Linked DNA regions of Mus musculus: region 2 is linked to region 1. A link is a contact called in public Hi-C data. All regions are on one chromosome and are shown on one strand. The core of a region is the stretch at or near the end of the contact, and the rest is flanking DNA. Distances in the headings are between cores, read along the strand shown.

Region 1 (5,493 bases), core at 1,584-4,083:
AAGGGGATAGGAACTCCACAGGAAGACCAACAGAGTCAACTAACCTGGATACTTGGGGCTCTCAGAGACTGAGCCACCAACCAAAGAGCACACACAGGCTGGACATATGTAGCAGATGTGCAGCTCAGTCTCCACGTAGGTCACCCAACAACTGGAGCAGGGGTTGTCCCTAAAGCTGCTGCCTGTCTGTGGAATCTGTTTCCCAGCTGGGCTGCCTTGTCTGGCCTCAGTGAGAGAGGATGTGCCTAATCCTGTAAAGTTGATGCACCAGGGTGGGGGGATACCCAGGGGATCATCATAATCTCAGAGAAGATGGGAGGAGGGTTGAGGGAAGGGACTCTGAGGGGGTGGGCAGCAATTAGGATATAAAAAGAATAAGTAATTAATTAATGAACACACACACAAGAATATGCTGCTCTCACAGTGGCAAAGTCTGAGTGTGGTCCCCTGCCTTGAACTCTGCCTTTCTACCTGGTCCTCACTGGCCAGCTGACTCTTCACCATTTAAAGCATACCGTCTACACAACCCTGTGTATCTTCCCTACCCAAACCTGTGGCCTTGCCTGGGGTCAGGTCTAAGTTTCTTTCCATCTCCTGGCCACTGCCATTACACGCCAGACATGTCATTATGGATGAGAACGTTCTCTGGAACGGAAAGCCTAGCTTTGGAATTTACAGGGATGTGCCACTGGCTAGGCTTTTGACCTCATTTCTCCGTCTGTAAAATGAAGTTCTTTATAAGTTTACCATGGAAACCAAAAGAAATCATAAACTCATGCTCAGCCAGACAGAAAGTAGGTACCACGGTGGCTGGAGGCACTGGTAGCATCCACCTCTACCCACTCAATTATTCCATGAGAACTGTTCTTATCTCTCTGTCCCCACTCCCTTCTGTACTATTGACTTCTAGCTCACATCCATTGCATTTTGAGTCCACCTTGAGACATACTAAGCCAGTGTTATCTCTCCTTCTATTCCTTAAAGGGTTGTCAAATACTTTCTAAGTCCATGCAAATCTACATTCAAAGACCTTTGGTGGCTCTCCCTGTCCACATAACATTGTCCTGAGTAGGGCTAAAGAGTCTATAAGCTCCAATACCTCTCTTTCCAGCTTCAACTCCACATGAGCTCTGCCTTTCTGCCCCTGTCTATTCTTTCCCTTTCTCCGCAGACCTGCCATGCTTCGGGCTTATGTGCATCTGAGCTGACTGCTTCAGCTATTCAGGCTCCAGACACTGAGAACTTTTTGTGAACAGCCCAGACCTCTCATTGGAACGAGTCAGCGCCGCCCCAGAGCTTTGCTTCTATGTGAATCTGGGGCTAAGCGCTGTTATTCACATTGCCTCTTCTCCACACTCAACGAAGCCTAGGCATTCAGGTAAGCCTTGCCGAGTGGGTGGATACAGAACATCCATCCTAGCAGCTGGCTAACATCAAACCTGTTTGCCTCCAGTTAATGAAGGTTCTCTGAAGATTGACACTTTACAAATCAGCATTCTAGCCCAGCTGAATAAGCACCAAATAACCATCTCAACAGAGAGCATGCACAAACCACAGCAGCAGCAGCCCTCTGTGGAGAGAGGAAGAGAAGGAAATACATTCAATGAATGCAGGCTCAATACTGGTGTTCTAACACTCTCCTTCCAACTTTGTTACTTACTCAGGGATGCCAGGCAAGCCCCCCCCCGGCCCCTTTACCCTTACCAGTTGAATTGTTTAGTGAAGGTGAGAGCCTGTCCGCATGGCCACACACAGTCCCAGGTAGAAGAATGTAGATGGTACTGAAGGCAGTCCTTTAAAGTGGACTCTGTCAGCTTCCCACCAGCAGCAGCCTATGGGGTGGGACAGAGAGGGGACACAAGTCGGAAGTGAAGCCCTGAATGTGGTTACCAATCTCCTGCAAACTTTCCCTCGGTCTTGAGGCTGGAGAGATGGCTCAGTAGTTAAGAACACTGGCTGCTCTTCCAGAGGACCCAGGTTCAATTCCCAGCACCCACATGGCAGCTCACGAGTGCAGGTAACTCCAGTTGCAGGGGTCTGTCTGGCACCCTCAAACAGATATATTGTGCAGTCAAGACACTAATGTACATAAAATAAAAATGAAATTTAAAAAGAAAAAGCCCAAACTTTTCCAAAGTCTCTAAAGATCCTTTGAGTTAGGAAATGAGTCTTTTAGTCAACCTTAGTAGTCTAGTAGCTTTGGAAGTTTTCCCCTAAATTGGTACAAGGCAGCTCACTGGTAGTCAATAGATGATCATGAACCTTGGCATTTGCCAGTTTATTGCCGTCTCTTATCCTGGAAGTCTGGAGTTGTCATAACAGCCTGCATTTTGGGCCAAGGCAAATGAGTAGACAGCGGAGAGGAAAGTGAGCTGCAGCAGTTAGGAAAGGGCAGGGCCCTGCCGTTGTCTGGACCCCCCCCCCCCCCCACTCACCTGCGGCTATCATCTACGTCTCTGCTGCGTATATCTGACTTCCAGACTGAAGGTCAGGCTCTAGTAGAATTAAGTGATTGTCAAATCCATCAATGTGCCCTCCAGAGAGGCACTCAGAGCAGAACCAACCAGGCAGTTTTCACATGTGGCAAGCGTGTTTTTCCTTCTCAGTATCTGTCACATCAACTATGGGCATTACCATGACAATTCCGACATTTTCAGCTCTGAAATGTAGGAAGAGGGGTAAATGTTCTCCCTGGGCCTGGGTTTCTGTGAAAACACATAGAGAGAAGGGCATTTGTTTGAAGTCAGATATTTAACCCCAGCCTACCAGGACCATCCCACTTCCTGTCAGACAAAGACGCATCTCCAGGACAGCTTGGGAGGTTTACTCTTCGGTTCTTCTACAACTGTAGCTGAGTTACAGAGTAACTTGCCAACAGCGCTCCAGTATTCACTCCACTAATAAGCCAGAGCAAAGTCCACAACAGGTTTCATGGAAAAGCATGAGCAAAGGCCAGAACTTCGGGAAAGGACAACCACAGAGCAGAGCCAAGTCGCCTGTCCCGAGCAGTGGGGACCATGAGCTCCGTGCTGGCAATCTTCTTGCAGGAACTCCCCGGCCCTGTCCTGGTCCTGGGGATCTTCCTGCCTGTGACCTTGCTGCTTCTCCTCCTTCTTGCCTACTTCAGGATCAAACTGATGGCAGGTAAGTGTGAGACCCCACGAGGAAGGGTTTGGTTCATCCTTGAAACACACCCAAGCCGGCAGGTGCTCTGGGAAGCTGGGGAGATGTACCTGTTTGATTGACAGATTTCTTCCCCCACCCTCCAGCCCTTTCTTGATGAACGGGGCAAAGTTTGATACTTTCAACTCTGTAAGTTATGAGGTACGTAGGGTTTGTCCACTTGCTATAGGGCGTCCTTCACTGTGGTTCCCCGTAGACAGTCAACTGTGAATCACCGAATTGGACATAGGGTTGCTTGTTTATTTCTCAAGGCATCAGACTCTATGCTGTCCACGGTCTGCCTCCCCCACGTAACAGATGTGTGTGTATATGTCATAGTCCTCACAAGGACTACTGTCAGTCACACGTGCACTGGGCTCCCACTGACACTGAGTGCCGCTGAGAGACTTAAGGGATTTGAATGGCCCAGGTGGGAACTAGTCCATCGTACTACCCCCACATCTTATCTCTGCTGCTTCCTTCTCAAGATAAACCTTCAGAACCTCGAAAATGATTCAAGCGTGAAGTGAGGCATACAGCAGGTCAAGATGGACTCATAGTACACACACACACACAGGTTTTCATGACTCTGCACACATGTATACACCCATGATCATGTACATGTGCGTATGCCTTCTTCAGCCTCTGAACTTCTGCTTAAGAAATGTTCTAAGCATTGTGCTATCGGCGTTTAGCCAACGCAAAACATTGGATCTGGACTGCAGCAGAGATTTTCCATAAGATGGGTAGATTTAAAAAACAAACAAACCAACCAACCGGAAACCACGGGATACATTCAGAAGCTTTAGGTGATCTGCTGTGGGCGTTTTGTTCCTGGACTGAGATTGTTTGCTCTGGAGCCGAGCTGTGTTTTGAGAGGGTGCATGTTCATTTGGTTTTTCAGTAAGTTCTAGATGCCATAAAGGTTAATGCTTATTTTAGGCACGTCACTAAAGTCAACCCGCTTCTTAATTTGGACGGTTTCATATTAAACTACTGAAAAAAACAAGTTTGAAAGCTGGTATGGTTGTACACAGCTGTGATTCTAGCACCCAGGGGGCTGAGACAGGAGACTTGCTTAAATTTGAGTTGAGCCTGGACTATAACATGAGTCTCTGTCTTAAAACGATTGTAAAGTCTCTGCTCAGTCTACAAAAACTCGCCAAGATCAAGCAAAGCATTCCTGTGTGCTCTTAAGTAATTACTAATATCAGGCCCCAGCAGCCGAACAACTAGGGGCGCTCATGTGTACAGTGAGACTTAGAACACAGGGAACCCCGAGATGGCAGACTGCATTACAAAATGCTGCTTCCCTTCAGGGCCTCCAGGAGAACTCTGGAGCCCAGCTGTTCTCAACCTCACTAAAGCTGCAGCCCTTTAACACAGTTCTTCATGTTGCCATGACCCCCAACCATACAATTATTTTTGTTGCTATTTCATGACTATAAATTTGCTAGTTATGAATCATCTGTGTTTTCTGATGGTCCTTGGTGACCCTTGTGAAGGGTTGTTGGGCTCCAAAGGGCTCTCCTGCAGGATGGTTAAGGGACACTGCACTGTCCTCTACAAGACCCACACCAAACATCTTTTTCTTCATAAAGTTCATCACACCCCTCCCTGTCCCCAAGAACAGACTTCTAGAAATTCTGTACCCAGATATTTAAGAATTCCAAACCTCAGAAAAAACTCCAAAACAAAGAAGAATCTGAAAATCATGACCCCAAACATTTGCAGCAGTGTTCCCTCAATCCTGCACACTGGCTCACTGTCCGGGGCTACAAACATTTCTACGCAGAAGGCCCCTCACAGTTGCTGTAGTGAGCACGGCCAGGCACAGGTGCCCCGGGCTCCCACTGTCACTGGAGAGCAGAAGTGGGTGTCAGTCAAGGACTTGCATTCTTCACATACTTGTTTTATCTGCAGCTGCCTCCTTAGCAGGATAAACCCTACAGTGTACAGTGTCTCAAAACCGCATCAAGCACAAAACAAGACAAACAGATCACAAGAGCCTCTTGGATTTCAGTCTCCCCGTGGCCTCTGCTCAACAGTTATGATAGATAGGATGATTCTGTGGGACGCTGGTGGCCTATAAAAAGATGACATGTTCTACAGCTTCTCTTGTCCCTGGGGAAATATCTGTAACATGAGAAACACAAGTGAGCACACAGTATTTTATTTAAGTATTTAGATACCTCTGAGGTCTAAGCAAATCATACTCCTCAGAACACCCTGGAAAGGCCAACCTGCAGCTGGAAGTGTGGCCCAGCATCCCTGCACTGTGTCACCGGCTGTGCAGACAAAGTGTTTCTCTTAGCAATTGTCTCTATTGCT
Region 2 (5,481 bases), core at 2,598-5,097, 61 kb before region 1:
ATAGCCTTGGCAATAGGTTGTTGCCAAACTTCGGCCAATAACTGAACTAGATATAACCCAATCTTGGTACTGGAAGTTTCATTTGGTGACAAGAAATGTCCAGTTGTGTCTCTGTCCCTCCCTGTATTCCTTCCCTAATCTCATGCCTTCCCCTCCCTATATGATCCTCTCTTTCTAGTCTCCCCAAGCCCCATCCATCCACCAACTATCTACTCTATTTCCCATTCCTAGAGAGATCCATTCCTCCTGCCTCGTCCTGACTCTCCGCCTAACCTCTGTGGTTATATAGCTTGTAACTTTCTTATCAATGACTTTGTAACTAACATCCACATGAAAAGATAAATCATATTTGTCTTTCTAGTTCTGAGTGACTTAACTGAAGATGATTGTTTTCTAGTTCCATCCATTTATCTGTAAGTATCATGATTTCATTTTCTAATGACTAATATTCCATTGAGTAGATCCATTCATCCATTAATAGACATCTAGGTTGTTTTCCGTTTCTGGATCATGAGATACAGAAACAATGAACATGGTTGAGTAAGTGTCTCTGTAGTAGGATGAAGCATCCTTTATACATGCCCGAGAGTGGTATAACTGGAACTTGAGGTAGATCAGTTCTCATCTTCCTGAGGAACTGCCACAGCCACACTGATTTCCATATTGGCTCTTTGCACTCCCACCACAATGGACAAGTTTCACTTTCCTTCGCATCCTGGCCAGCATGAGCTCTCATTTGTTTTATTGATCATAGCCATTTCAAAGTAGTTTCAGTTTTCATCTCACTGACAATTAAGGATACTGAACATTTCTTTAAGAGTTTTTAAGCATTTGCGTTTCCTCCTTTGAGAATTCCTTGTTAAGTTCTGTACCCCATTTTTAACTGTATTATTTGTTTTCTTAATATCTGGATTTTTTAGTTCTTTATGTATTTTGGGTATTAGTACTCTATCTGATGTGGAGGGGGTAAGTGCTGGCATTAGGACCTCCCCAACCTATGACATCACATAGGTGACAGCATGGCTTGCAGTGTATTCCCAGAATCCACTTGGCTCACCTCCCACCTTTTCCTGCCTGCTGTTTACGGACATTCTCCATATAAATAAGGGGAACGCACCTCTCCCTCTCTCCCTCTCCCTCACCCTCCCTCTCTCCCTCTTTTCTTTCTACCACTACCTCTTCCTTTCCCTCTCCCTCTTCCTCCCTCTCTCTCTCTTCTCCCCCTCCTTCCTTTCTGCTACCACCTTGTCTCTCCCTCCCAATGAAACCTCTTCCACATAGAACTGTCCTGGCCTAGTGTGCTGTTGAGGTGTGACCCACCATTCTAACACATCAGTATGAATCTTTTCCCATTCTGTACGCTGATGCTTGGTTCCAATGACGGTGTCTCTTTTCCCATACAGCTTTTCAGTTTCATGAGGTCCCATTTATTAAGTGTTGATCTTAGTGCCTGTGTTACTGGTGTTCTGTTCAGAAAGCCTTTCCCCATGCCAATGAGTTCAAGACTATTCCCCACTTTCTTTCCTATCAATCAGATTCAATGTTTCTGGCCTTATATTGAGGTCTTTGGTTCATGTGGAGGTGAACTACAATCTACAGGATTCCTTCTCATCCTCCAGCTCTTATATTCTTTCTGTCTCTTCTTCCATGTTTCCTGAGCCTTGGGGGTATGGCTAATATAGCTATCCCATGTGCAGCTAGACACTCACAGCCATTTACTGTCAGCACTTAGGACAGTATGAGTCTCTCCATTAACTACTACCCACTGAATAAGATGTTTCCCTGACAAAGGTTGAACCAGCACAAATCTATGGATGTAAACAGATATTTAGAAGGCAGTTTTGATAATATGACCAGTTAGTAAGTCAGCATTAGTGGGGTCTCCTTTAGGCTATGGCTTCCTGTAGCCATGGGTTTTGTCCACATGTGCAGCACCAGACACCAATTCTCCCCTGTGCACCAGACTTCAAATCTAATCCAGAGAGTAGTTGGTTACCCCATAAACAATTTTGCTCTGTCTCTCCATTGGAACCTATGTTCTTGCAACTGAAGTGAAGAATATAGCAAGAATGGATAGAAAGAGGTAACTTCTAAGTGAATGTCTTCCAAATCTCAGGCTTGTTTAGACAGGGAGCAGAACTATCACAAAGGGAGGAGTGGATGGGAGTAGGGTGTAACCCAGGCACTGTGACAACTTATATAATAAGGAAGGGCTTATCTTGATGTGTGGTTCCAGAGGGATAAGCATCCATCACGGAAGGGAAGCATGGCAGCCAGCTACAGGCACAGCAGAAGAGGCAGAAAGGGAAGAGCTCACATCTTGAACCACAAGCATGAAGCAGACAGAGGGAACTGGAAGTGAGGTGACATACTTCTTGCAGCAAGGCCACACCTCTTAATCTCCCAAGCACAGCACCCCTAACTTAGAGCAAGTACTCAGATGCCTGAGACTATGGGACATTTCTCATTCAAGCCATCACAACCCACCTGTACAGTCTGTTTTCTCACTGTCCTTAAAGCAGACCAAGCCCACCACCTGTCACTTTCCATTGCTCAGGTTGCTTCTGTCTCCTTAAATGATATTTCCTTTTATTATTGTGTACGGCTAACTTTCATGCAATCATGATTAGTATTGTTGGTCTATACTCTGAATATTTTAAAATTAAATCTGGGTGAAGTAGGTTGCTTAATAGATAAGGGGCACCTGCTCCCAAGCCTGACAGCCTGAGTTCAACCCCTGGACCCCATACAGTGAAGTCAAAGTGAAAACCAAACCCCTCAAGTTATTCTCTGACCTCTACCTACCATGGTTTACATCACCCTCCACACACACACACACACACACACACACACACACACACACCACACGCACACACACTCACACACTCACACACACACACCACACACACCACACACACCACACACACCACACACACACCACACACACCACACACACACACACACATACACACACCACACACACACACACACCACACACACCACACACACACACACACACACTCACACTCACATACACACCCCAAACACACACACCACACACACACACTCACACACACACACTGTGAAGATTAACTATGAATATGACTGACATACTTATGCAGGAAGTTTTATAAATAGGTGTGAGAGAGACAGAGACAGACCGACACACAATAAACAAAATTTTACAACATAAAAAGAGAACACTAAGTACACTAGAACACTAGTTAGTGTTTATTCATCTAAGAACATGTATGTACTTACTCAATTAATAATAAACACTATCAAGACCACACACACACACACAAAAATACATTTTGTTATTTCAGCTTTCAAATGCTGGTGTGCCTCATTATTGTCTCAGATGTTTGGTCAAACACTAGCTGTTGTAGAAGCATATTTATTATTGGATGTCGTTAGCACAGTCATCTGACCTAGGTAAAGCAGATGTCCCTCATGCAGGTGGCTAAAGAGAGTCACAAGAAAGACAAATTCAAACAGAAAGAAATTCTTCCTCCACACTGCAACACAAGAACCTTGCCTGAGTCTCCAATCCCATGGCTTTCCCTGCAGATTTCAACTCAAGCTAGCTACATCAGCTGAACTGCCAGCCACAGCCTGCTTTACAGATCTGGGGTCTGCCAGTTCCAGAAGCCCACAAGCCAAATCCTTAAAACAAACCTCTATCTGCAAAGTATATCCTATTGGTTCTGGGTTCTGCATCTGCAGAAACAGATTCATGAAATTCCCAGCTGCGGAAATGAAAGAGGAAAGTTAAATAACATCAGGCAACAGAATGTTTCCAAAATAAACATCAAACAGTGGCTATCAGTTGTACTACAGGCCCACATGTTCAGAAGAAAGAGAGGTCACCAAGGGCTAGAGAGAAGAGTGATGTCTCACGTATAGGAGCTTTTTACCGTTTGAATTTGAAACTTTTAAGAATTGTACAACTAGGGGCTAGAGAAATGGCTCAGTAGTTAAGAACACTGACTGCTCTTCCTGAGGTCCTGAGTTCAATTCCCAACAACTACATGGTGGCTTATGATTAGCTATAATGATATCTGATGTCCTTTTCTGCCATACAGGCATGCATACAAATAGAATACTCATATAGATAAAACACATAAATAAAGCTTAAAACAAAAAAAAATGTGCAACTAACTTGATAACATTTCAGACTCACTTTTTTTTAAAAATCAGTCTCCATTTCGTTTGTTTCAGCTTTTAATAAAGCATGTTTCTGTTGAGATGGGAAAGAAAACATGGCCTACTTAAATTCAGGCAAACTCCTCTTGCAAGCCGATCAAAAAACTACTTGGCAAAAAAAGTTCCTTGTTGAAGTGCCTGGAGACATTAGTTAGAACTGAAGCAGCCTCATTCTAAATTAGGACAGAGAACTGGATTTCCAAGTTACAGAAAAGGCCCTGTGGTTTGCTTCATTAGAGTGGCAGCCTGATTTTAACATGACATTTTAAAAGGCTAACTTGTCTCATTTTCCATTTCCTACACCCATACTCTGTTCTGTGAAACATGTTTCAAATTTAGCCAACTCGACTTTGTCCCACTCTATATCACAACAGACAAACTGAGGTTTGTAATTACTCAGTCATAATCAATTGGTGCAAGGTACAACGCAGACAAGGTTGATAACACAACAAAATATAAAACAAGGTTAATAATACAGCAAGTCATGTTATAAAAGGATGGCTGTGAGAAACACACAAGGAGTGCCAACAAAGAATGCTTGGCAATCAAAAAAAGAGAAGATGGCCTCACAGACACATCACCTGGGAAGGGACAGGTGGCAAATGAACACAGAAGATTTTCCCAATCCTATGTTCTCATGAGATTGTGACTGAAGCACCTATGATCCATGGCCACACACCCATCTCCCAGAAGGGCCAAAATCCTGCTTGTCGACACCACCAAATAATGATGGGAATGTGGAACACAGAGATATCTCGTTCTTTACTGTTAGAGACACAAATGATACAGTCACTTTAGAAGACTATTCCCAGTTACCTCTAAAATGGCACATTGTTGCATTGTTTTTCTCTTGCTCTTTGACTCATTGGTTCCACTTCTCAGTAGTTCTCTTAAATAAACTGAAGATTTGTCTACACAAGAAAGTGACTACACGGGAATGTTTGCAGCAGCTTTACTCATAATTACCGAAAGTTGGAAGTCACCAAGTTATCCTTCAGGTAATGAATGAATAAATATTCAAAAGAATATTATTTCACCCTAAAAAGACTGGGCTAGCAAGGGCATAGAGGGGGCTGCAATCCTCCCATTTAAATACTGCTGTTTGTATAAACGAATTCATGATCTTTGGGTACTATTGGAGTCTGAGGAAACGAAGAACAACTCAAAACAAAAGCCAGATCCTGCCTAAGCAGGTCCACAGGCCACAGAAGAACACATTTGGCATGGTCCAATGATTTCAGACCGTGCAGATTCTGAATTTTTGGATAAAACAAA

Evidence for each region. A called contact is a pair of places that touch in the nucleus more often than the background predicts.
Region 2: a Hi-C map of liver shows a contact between it and region 1, with 2.1 times the contacts expected there. The contact joins the enhancer-like site here to the promoter of Smlr1 in region 1. A contact is called at or near these places in 4 of 484 Hi-C or Micro-C datasets (the HL-1 cell line, liver and uterus) and 4 of 115 datasets of contacts at active chromatin or transcription factors (embryonic stem cells, hepatocytes, intestinal villus epithelium and 1 more).

What each region holds. Positions count from the first base shown.
Region 1 is chr10:25,533,612-25,539,104 of GRCm38.p6, reverse strand. Smlr1 (small leucine-rich protein 1) reads left to right here and starts at 2,833. Exons shown (of 2, transcript NM_001195596.1): 1 at 2,833-3,144. The coding sequence starts at 3,018. Gm29571 (predicted gene 29571) reads right to left here and starts at 2,719. Exons shown (of 4, transcript NR_136909.1): 1 at 2,436-2,719; 2 at 1,705-1,832.
Region 2 is chr10:25,595,302-25,600,782 of GRCm38.p6, reverse strand. The region is part of intron 3 of Gm29571 (predicted gene 29571); the gene reads right to left. Among named protein-coding and RNA genes, the nearest start is that of Gm36908, 24 kb to the left of the region's middle. Within about 2 kb of position 3,847, at least 4 of the 459 cell types and tissues checked have an H3K27ac peak or open chromatin away from gene starts, as enhancers often do. A contact at or near this core is called in hepatocytes and liver, where this site is marked.